3 separate regions of the Mus musculus genome follow, and all the other regions are linked to region 2. The links are chromatin contacts, called in public Hi-C maps. All regions are on one chromosome and are shown on one strand. The core of a region is the stretch at or near the end of the contact, and the rest is flanking DNA. Distances in the headings are between cores, read along the strand shown. Region 1 overlaps Grap2 (GRB2-related adaptor protein 2). Region 2 overlaps Cacna1i (calcium channel, voltage-dependent, alpha 1I subunit). Region 3 overlaps Enthd1 (ENTH domain containing 1).

Evidence for each region. Hi-C and Micro-C count contacts between places; a contact is called where the count stands out from the background.
Region 1: a contact with region 2 is called in a Hi-C map of the N1E-115 cell line, with 1.9 times the contacts expected there. The contact joins two enhancer-like sites. A contact is called at or near these places in 1 of 15 datasets of contacts at CTCF or cohesin (large pre-B cells), 4 of 484 Hi-C or Micro-C datasets (the N1E-115 cell line, bone marrow-derived macrophages, cochlea and 1 more), 6 of 115 datasets of contacts at active chromatin or transcription factors (the SCID.adh cell line, T-cell acute lymphoblastic leukemia, bone marrow-derived macrophages and 3 more) and 3 of 9 other capture datasets (adipose tissue, embryonic stem cells and liver).
Region 3: a contact with region 2 is called in a Hi-C map of the N1E-115 cell line, with 4 times the contacts expected there. The contact joins two enhancer-like sites. A contact is called at or near these places in 1 of 15 datasets of contacts at CTCF or cohesin (large pre-B cells), 17 of 484 Hi-C or Micro-C datasets (CD4 T cells, the N1E-115 cell line, Sertoli cells and 9 more), 3 of 115 datasets of contacts at active chromatin or transcription factors (the 230-238 cell line, the NIH/3T3 cell line and embryonic stem cells) and 1 of 9 other capture datasets (embryonic stem cells).

What each region holds. Positions count from the first base shown.
Region 1 is chr15:80,581,050-80,584,018 of GRCm38.p6, reverse strand. All of the region lies in intron 1 of Grap2 (GRB2-related adaptor protein 2), which reads right to left. Among named protein-coding and RNA genes, the nearest start is that of Grap2, 9.9 kb to the right of the region's middle. Within about 2 kb of position 1,493, at least 81 of the 459 cell types and tissues checked have an H3K27ac peak or open chromatin away from gene starts, as enhancers often do. A contact at or near this core is called in the N1E-115 cell line, where this site is marked.
Region 2 is chr15:80,341,456-80,344,503 of GRCm38.p6, reverse strand. The region is part of intron 5 of Cacna1i (calcium channel, voltage-dependent, alpha 1I subunit); the gene reads right to left. Among named protein-coding and RNA genes, the nearest start is that of Gm31319, 53 kb to the right of the region's middle. Within about 2 kb of position 1,338, at least 13 of the 459 cell types and tissues checked have an H3K27ac peak or open chromatin away from gene starts, as enhancers often do. A contact at or near this core is called in the N1E-115 cell line, where this site is marked.
Region 3 is chr15:80,482,520-80,485,481 of GRCm38.p6, reverse strand. The region is part of intron 4 of Enthd1 (ENTH domain containing 1); the gene reads left to right. Among named protein-coding and RNA genes, the nearest start is that of Gm23220, 26 kb to the right of the region's middle. Within about 2 kb of position 1,366, at least 23 of the 459 cell types and tissues checked have an H3K27ac peak or open chromatin away from gene starts, as enhancers often do. A contact at or near this core is called in the N1E-115 cell line, where this site is marked.

The sequences.
Region 1 (2,969 bases), core at 244-2,743, 240 kb before region 2:
CACCCTCTGGCCTCCACAAATGCACATCTGCACACACCTGTACGCCCTGCACATGCGCACACACAGAGAGGGAGATTGTGGTTCTCTTACTTTTCATATCAACCTAACACCTATTTCTATCTCTCTTCCTCTCTTTCTCCCTTCCTCTCTCCCCCCTTCTCTCTTTCTTTCTTTTTAATACGGTGTCTTACTAGGTAGCCCAGGCTGGCCTTGAACTTGCTATATAGATCACACATGCCTCTACCTCCCAAATGCTTACCATTTTCTTATATATTTAGCATCCTCAGTCATGTTGGAGAATCTCCAGGAACACAACAAAGAAATTCATCACGGAAGTTAAAGCACAGAGAATTTGTGCTTTTGACCCTGGTTACATGACTGACAGCCATTCCTAATTCGCATGCTCTTTATACCACTCAAGAGTCACCTCCAATTGATTTCACGAAGAAGAACAAAGGCCTTATGGCATTTACTCAAATGGCAAATAATTTTACTCAAAAATTATATTAACCCCATACAATGTTACTATAACACGCAATCAGATAACCCAGTCATATCTTTAACGTAGTTTGCTCGAGTGAATGCCTACTAGCCGTAACACGTCGTGATAAGTGTAATCAGATCTTCTGAAAGCTGCCCAGAGCCTGGCACAAAGCGTTTCCTCCTCTCATATGACACTGCTCCAGTTAACACTGACTTCAGGTTTCACACACACCTAAGTCTTTGTGTAAGTTTGGAGAGGAAACGGCCACTCACACTTGTGTTTTACAGGGAGGTCCTGGCATGGCTCAAGATCCAGAGTTCTCCAGGGCTGCAGATGGCACTCACAGATAGGAAAGAGAACACAGTTCTAAAGCCTTTGAGGCCAGAGAGCAGTGTGAGATAAGCTGCTCTGCTATCAGATGAGCACTCACTGCCCTCCCACCGCCCCACACGCCCCGGGTGGGGTGGGAGAAAACTAATCACTAATCTGCCTGGTCGGGAATATTCTGACACATTGCTATCACTATAGTCAGATGTAATAAGCATAAATGTCACTATAAAACCTCTGTGCCTGGTGTTCATTCTCTCTCTCTCTCTCACACACACACACACACACACAAACACACAGGGGGAGAGAGGCGGGAGAAAGGAGAGAGAGAGAGAGAGAGAGAGAGAGAGAGAGCGAGCGCTAGGCACATGAGAACTCTGGGCTCTAGCTGACCATGGTTTCGGTATGAGTCAGCGCTGTGACATAACCATCACAGGGCTAATGCAGTCGTGGGCTGTGTAATAGACACAGAGGGAGAAGGTCCAGGCAAGAATCACCCCGTGGCATTTGCACCTGTCAGAGCTCTGTTCCATTCTGGGCATATTGGCTGAAGAAGAGTTCTAAATTGAAATCCTTCCAGAGAGGGCCACTTCAAGTAATGGCAGCATGCAACGCTGTGGCCCAGGAATGAAACCAACCAAGTTTTTTTTTTTTTTTTAAGAAGACTCTAAGGGACAAGATGGAATAGGGAAGAGGAGAAGAGAGGTTCCTCTTCAAAAAGAGCTCCGGTCACAGAAACTTAACTTCTGGATACCCAATGTAAAATACCTCTTGGGGGCCTTCTCACATTTTGCTTGCAAAATAAACATTTTCAGCAAATTATACCGTATTTCTCTTATGATTTCCTTGACATCATATAAAAAGTTCAGGATGGGGCGGGGAAAATGGTTCCGTTGATAAAGCACTGGTCTCTCAGACCTGAGGACCTGCGTTCTGATCCTCCATAGTCTCACAAAAGCCAGGCACAGCGTCTGCAGTCCCAGCACTGGGTAGACTAGAGGCAGGCGGGCGATCCCTAGAACTAGCTGGACAACCAGCCTGGCTAACCACGGAGCTCCGGCTTCAGTGAGGGATCTCATTTCAAAGAATAAGGTAAAGGGGCAGAGAGTCAGCCCAGTGGTTAAGGGAGGCTCTGCTGCCCTTAGCAGAAGACGAGGGTTCTGTCCCCCCACCCATGCTGGGTGACTCACATTGGCCTATAACTCCAACTCCAGTTTCTGTGGGCACCACATACATGTGCTCACACAGAGAGACACACACCTACATATATGTAGTTAATAAAATTAAGCTAAAATAAATGCAGAAAGTAACTGAGGAAGACACCCAGTGTCAACTGCTGACATACATGTACACACACACACATGTACACACACACATACACACGTACACACACACACATGTACACACACACACAAACCCCTGGATGCATCAGTGCCTCCTGCTCTCAAGTATGCCTCCTCCAGGAAGCCTTCCCTAAAAACCTCTAGCCATTTTCTTTGTGGTCTCCTTGTCACGGGCTTCCCACTACAGCAAGCATTTTCTTCCACTTCTCCTACTTTTCCCTGAGATTGTGCGTTCCCAGGGAAGAGGGCTCTGTTGTGGGCTTGATCTTTATCTTCCTAAATGTTCTCAGTTCATCCGGGTCCTCATCAACAAAAGACTGAGAGAATTTCTGCAGACAGCAGCCAAATGATGAGTTAAAGAATCAGGACAGGTAATCTCTTATAACATCTACATGACAAATCATTGTGGCTATGCTCTTGATGCTAATAACTGAATCAGCCTTTTAGTTTACGACATAATGTGAGCTGAGCTGACAAAGCTGGCTGTGGCATACACCTTACATCTTCATTTCCACGTGGAAGCTGAGCATCATGCCGTAGAAAACGAGCCTTCTGTCTAAAGGCTGCCTCTCTCTTCTTCCAGGCACCGGGGGTGTCTCTCTAGCTGGGGGTGGGAGGGGGCTCTTGACTTCACAGTTGCCCTTTATTTATTTGGATATTTGTGGGGTACCACATGTTTTACAATGCTGTATGGGCCTTTGGTTCATAAAATGCACTGTGGTCTATTTATAAGATACCAGAATGCCACAGAATGAATTTGGTTAAAGAAGAAAGGACCATGGGAGGTATTTTCCCAATGAGATGCTGCATGTTTT
Region 2 (3,048 bases), core at 89-2,588:
TCATGAAACAAAAGACATGAGAACAGCCTGAGTCTGTAGATCTGTCTGTCTGTCCGTATGTCACTAACTATAGAGGTGGGCAAGCCAGGAAAGGGGGGATGCCAGACGGAGTCGGGGAACCAGAAAAGCAAGAGTATGCTGAGCAGAGGCGGTGAAGAGTCATGTCTGCACTAATGAGCTTCAGGCAGCAAGAGAAGGCCAGACATAGAGAACAGAGCAGGCCACAGCAGAAGAGGCCGCTGAAAAACAGCTCACGAGATCCTGTGTGAATGCCCACTGAACACCATCACAGAGCCCACATCATATAGAGGACAGGCTGGTAGGCTCTGGGACCAGGAAGGCAGTGGTGGCCGTATAATGGCTGGGATGGGAGCCAGGAGGAATGGGCTCCCCATCCTATGCCCCACTGTTGAGGTTGCCCCAGCCACTTGAGGCCTACTTCATGGCTTGCCGGTATTTTGCCACTGGGTATTTTGTGTTTGATCCATCTGTCCCTGTGTGCCTTGCCTGTCCACACCTGCCACTGGGATGAGCTAAAGGAAGGAGCGCCAGGTCCAGATGATACAGAGTGGCGTGGAGACACGGGGAGGATCCGGGTGATCCTGAGAAGGAGGGATCAAGAGCTGTGGCATAGATGTGGGAGGAAGGGGATTGTCAGGGATAGCTTGAAGGTTTGGGGGGGTCACAGAGCATCCATCAGTGGAGACAGGAATCCATCTAGACATGAGTTTGAGGTCCCTGGTCATCCTTGTAGAGTTGCTTCATTGGGACTAAGAGTGTGGGGTTCAGGAGAGAAGAATCGGTTCAGGAGAGAAGAATCTGCTCTAGGAGTGTGATATGAGTAGTGACAGGGAGAGGGGGGGTCTTGATGGCATCAAAACTGGCACCATAATGGCAAATGCCAGGCAGGGAAGTAAATACCACATCTCCATCCCAATCCTAAGAGATGGAGATCCCAGAGCAGACCCTCGGCTGCCAGAGATCCTGAGAGGCCCCGTGGTGGCCATGGAGGAGACTGGCGCGAGAGGGAGATTCACTTCCTAGTAGGCGTTTCCTCCCCAGGCCCAAGGAGCTCCGCAGACAGGGGCTGTCAACCCAGATTAGCTCGGCCACTCTGCGAGGCTAACTCAAGCAGAAATCATGGGACATGTGCCAGCCTTAGCCGGGGCATGACCCACTTGCCGGGGGCAGGAGGGATGGCAGAGAAAGAGGCGTGCCCTGGCTGTGGCCTGGCCCCCAAGGCTGCATGCTTTCTGATCCAGCCAGGTTGGTGGAGGGCAGAGAGCAGCCAGGAGAGGAAAGTGCTGAGCTCAAGGAGAAGCCGTCTGCTGCCCTGTTGTTGCCAAGCCAACTAATCAGAGGCACAACAGGGGTCAGGGAGGCCGGGCCAGGAAGCAGACGGTCGGACTGCCAGGGTCACAATTACTGGCACCAGCCCAGCCTGGAAGTTTGAAGAGTCCCAGAGCACCCTGTCTTCTTCATTCCACAGGCCTTGAGTCCCTACACCAAAGCAGTAGTGCCCATGTCCTGGGGATGCTCTCAACCTACAGTGCCCCAAGCAACACTCATTCTCCCAAGGTGCTGTCACCCTCCTCTGTGAGGTCTCCTCAAAGCGTTTGCAGTGCCTTAGCCCTGACCCCTGGATGCTGACCCACCACCTGAGGCTCAGGTGTCAGCTGATGGTGAGGGGCTACAGATGAATCCTTGCTTTGACCCAGACCTGGCTCTGGCGTAAAGGACCCAGGCAATACTACTTCAGATGAAGAGCCATCAAGAGTCTTACTCCTACCCACTGTGTCCTGTCCAGCAACCTCCCAGGTTCCTAGAACACGATTCAGCCTTTGACCTGAACTGACTGCCCTGGCCCCACCCCCTAGCGTGTCCCACAATCCCTTTGGCTTCCCAGCAGACATCTGGCCAGATGTTCTCCACCCTACTCTTCAGAGAAGACAGCAGTTCTTGGCAGCAGTCCCTGCTTCATCTCTCCCACTCACTCTCTCTCCTCCTTTCTCCCTCCCTCCTGCAGGCCACAGGGACTATTTAACCCCCAGGAAGAGACAGTTCTGGTGGGGATCAAGGATAGGCATCCCTGGAACTCCGGATGTGCCAGGGAACATTTCACTCAAAGCATTCCTTCTGACTCAAGCCCAAGGAAGAAAACAAAATGTCCATGTCAGCTCTGTTCCACAATTTTTCTTTCTCCCAGACCCTGTCCCAAATAAACCTCCCTTGGTCCTTCCAGGAAAGATCCCTGGGTCTTCCTGTCCCTTTTCAACACAGCTGGCCTGACAGTGGATTCCTATCTGGATAGGAAAGGCCAAACCAGACCTGGGTACCAGGGCTGGTACCTTCCCCAAACTTGCCACTGCCCCTCACTTCAAGTCAGCACCCCAATTTCCAGTTATAAAGTGGACGCCACACAATCCTAACATCCCATCGTTGGTTAGAAGAGGGAGTGACATAGCCCTGTGAGACTGTGATGGAGTCGGCCAAAGTGCTTGATGAACTCCAGCCACTTATCAATAAACCCGACGTGAGCCACCCACTCCCACCATGTTCCTTTGTCTTCAGATAATCCCAAAAGGGACCAGAGTTAACTGTAGCAATCGCCATGTTGTCCCGTGGTCAGAATGACGTGGTGCTCGTGGAGGTGGATGGTGGGTAATAACACAAGCAGTCAGGTACAGGGAATGGTGAGAGGTGAGTCCTCACCCCTCACAACGTGCAGTTCCCTGCCCTGCCACACCAGCTCCAGATACATCAGCAGGATGCTCCGTCTTCAGGAATACCCGCCCACACCCTGAGCCCTCTGAGTCCTTGATGGACTCTTCTAAAACCAACCTCTGCAAAGATGTCCCTGAGTCCCCACATCTTCAACCCAAAACCTGCCCTTTACTGCTCACACCTGACCTTCTGCAGGAAGTTCTTCATGCATACTATGCCACTGCGGCCACGCAACAGGACGGAGATCAGTAATATCAACTCCGCTTTCTAGTTGGAGGATTCTAAGACAAGAGGGAGCGGGGCTTGCTGGGATCCCAGAACAGG
Region 3 (2,962 bases), core at 117-2,616, 140 kb before region 2:
CCCCCACCCCCGAGCCCCCGTTGATCTCTGCCTCTGTCTTCAGCTCCTATTTCCTGTCATCTACTGACTCATTGAAATTCCTTCCAGTTATAAGAGTTTTAGGTATTCTACTTGGATTCTTTAATGAATAATCTGCTTACTTTCAGTTTTGTAATCTCTTACTCGTCACTCATCTTTCTGAAAGATGTTTCTCTCTTAGCTGGTATATCTGGTGTTTTATTTCCACACTTAACAATTGCAGTGACTGAAGTCCTTTCTGGGCTGTGCCTCCTCGGTACACATTCTATCTGCCAAGTGTTATTTCGTGAATGAAAATATGTAGAATGTGCTGCAATGAGAGAGAATAAGCCAAACATAGATAAGTCATGGAACTGTGCTGCAAACCAGTCAAGAAAAATGTGAGCAGAGGCCTGCAGGAAATGTTCGGTCGTGCAGCAGTCTGTCTAGGGGAGGGGGTCGGTTTGCATTGTCTCTGTAAGTCAGTGAGGTGGTCCCAGAGGGGTGTGCTCTCGGGAGAATGCTGATGGCTTTAATGGCGGTCTCGGCGTATTTTGAATAAGATGCAGTCATGCGTCTTAAGAACCAGCATTTCTTCTTCATTCACAGTAGAAATGGTATTTAAAGGCTGGTTGCTATGCTATAAACCTACCCAAGATGTTCGCTTGCTGTTGAAGTAAAAAAGTTAATTCTTGGGCTGCATGCCTAAGTGGGAAAACATAGGAGAGTTCCCACTCTGTGTCTCATCCCGGTCTTCCTGAGTGCACCCTTCTCTGTGTCCCAGAAGCCGCTGCTGAGGACCTGTGGGCACAGGCCACGCACCATACCCGAGGTCTGCAAGAGCAGGGCTTGTTCATGCTCTGCTCACTTCCGGGGAGAGCCATGACACTGCCACAGCTGGCTCCTAATGACTGCTCTCTGGACCTGTGAGTGTTTCCCCTGGGCCAACCTCCATTTAAAGTATTTTGTAGTCTAAAATAATTTAATTCTGGCTAGAATTAAACCTCTGACCCAATTTAGTTTAATTTTCCCTCTCCTGGAGTCATCATTTGTCACCGTCAGTCTTCCGGTCACTGCCTCGTACCTGCTTATCTCCCAGGGCCGAGGTGTGCTCGAAGCACAGGGTGACCTTTACGTGGCAGATACCAGCTTTCATCTCGCTGGATCCTTAGAGACACGGACTGTGAGATGGGCTGGCACTGATCACCAGCCTCGCAAAGGCCTGCATCCTCCTTTCTAGGCCTGCAGTCTAGGGAAGGGATGTGAGTTTTTATCACTGGTGAACCTTAGCTGTGACCTGAAACTTGGTAATGAGCACTCTGTGCCTATTTTATCATCCATGATTACAATCCATTTTCATGCCATGGAGGCTGTTAGCTGCCCCACGTGAAGCTTTTCAGAAGCCTTTTTCTGTATGTTCCAGTCTCTATCTCCTTGTTAGGGTTGAGCCACTGCGCCAGGCTTCCTGAAGCAGCAGTCCATGCATCTGTGAGTCGCGGGGCTACAGTGCCCACCATGTTTCTTTTTCCATACTTGGTTGTAGTTGTAGCACCACTGGATGGGTCGTGCAACTCTTCCACACTTAGCACAGACCCTAAGGAGCCACTAGCTGTTCCTATTTATAATTATTTAGGATTTTGTGCATGCACCACTAAAAACAAAACAAAACAAAAAAAAAACCACTAAGTTTTTTGTGTGTCATGCATATGATTTAACTTTTACATTCAATATGCATTTTAGGTGAATAGCCTGCCTATTTTAAACCAATATATTAGTAAGCAGTTTAAATCACTCCTGTGTTAATAATTTGTAGCTGTGGCCTCTTAGCAAAACGACCTCATTATTATCTTCACATCCTGTTTCCTCTGATTAACTTAATTACTAAAAGGGGAAAAATCCTTCAGTTACGCCTTTTTAAACTACAGAAAGCTGTATCTTGGCATCCATCTTCAGTCATGTCTGCCAGTGCTCTCCTTTGTAGCTGTAATTGGATCCTATGCGTCAGACCAACAAGAGAACGGAGCACAGTGCTGGCTCTGTTGAAGTAGAACGCCCATTATTAGATTTATAATAACAAATACATAATAACAGGCAATGATTATAGTCCCTAGAACAAGCCCATAGAACTGCTGAAAAATGAAAAGGGGGTGTGAGCGGGGATGGGGGGGCGTTCCTGTCTGTCAGCAGAGCCTCTTCACTCAACCAACCTGAAGGCTGTCAGGTGATCTTACACTGGCCAAGAACTCCACTGGTCTAACCCTTCCTGACCCAATGAGCAGGCTGGCTCTCTGGCACAGAGACAGTTTGCTGGGTTTGTTTGTTTTTTTTTTTTTTTTTTTTTTTTTTTTTTTTTTTTTTCCTGGCATGTTCGTATTAGTCTGTGTAAAAATCACAGCCTGGTGTCTTCCACAGAGAACGCACTGTCCTGAAGGATAACTATCAAGCCTAAGACAACTGGGTTTCAGGGTTCCATATTGTATTAATCAGGTATATTGGCAGGTGACTAAGGCAGGCTGGTGCAGTCTCATGATTTAATACTGAGTCTCCTATTGAGGAGTCAGCTGGAGAGATGCTGGAGAGAAAGCTCTGACATTCAGGTTTAAATTGAGAGAAAATGAGAAACCAGATAAAGCCAGGCAAAAAACAAATTAATTCACTCAGAACCCCTCCCTGCCTTTTCAGTGGAATTCACAGAAATTCTCTCCTGGAAAGGATTGGGACGCCTTTCGGAGCAACCACATATTTGTGTTCAAATATAGAAAGGCAGGATCAGTGCCATACCGTACTCCAGCAGAGCCCTCACGTTCTGAGAGCTTTAGAAGAGCATCCCTGAACGCTGGCCCCCCTTCATCTTCCCCCAAACCTTCTTCCCAGGAAATGATAAACAGGCTCAGACACAGATGAACCAGCTTGATCCTGTTCACATGCCCTGTATCCTCTGGATAAACAAAGTGATCCTGAGGTA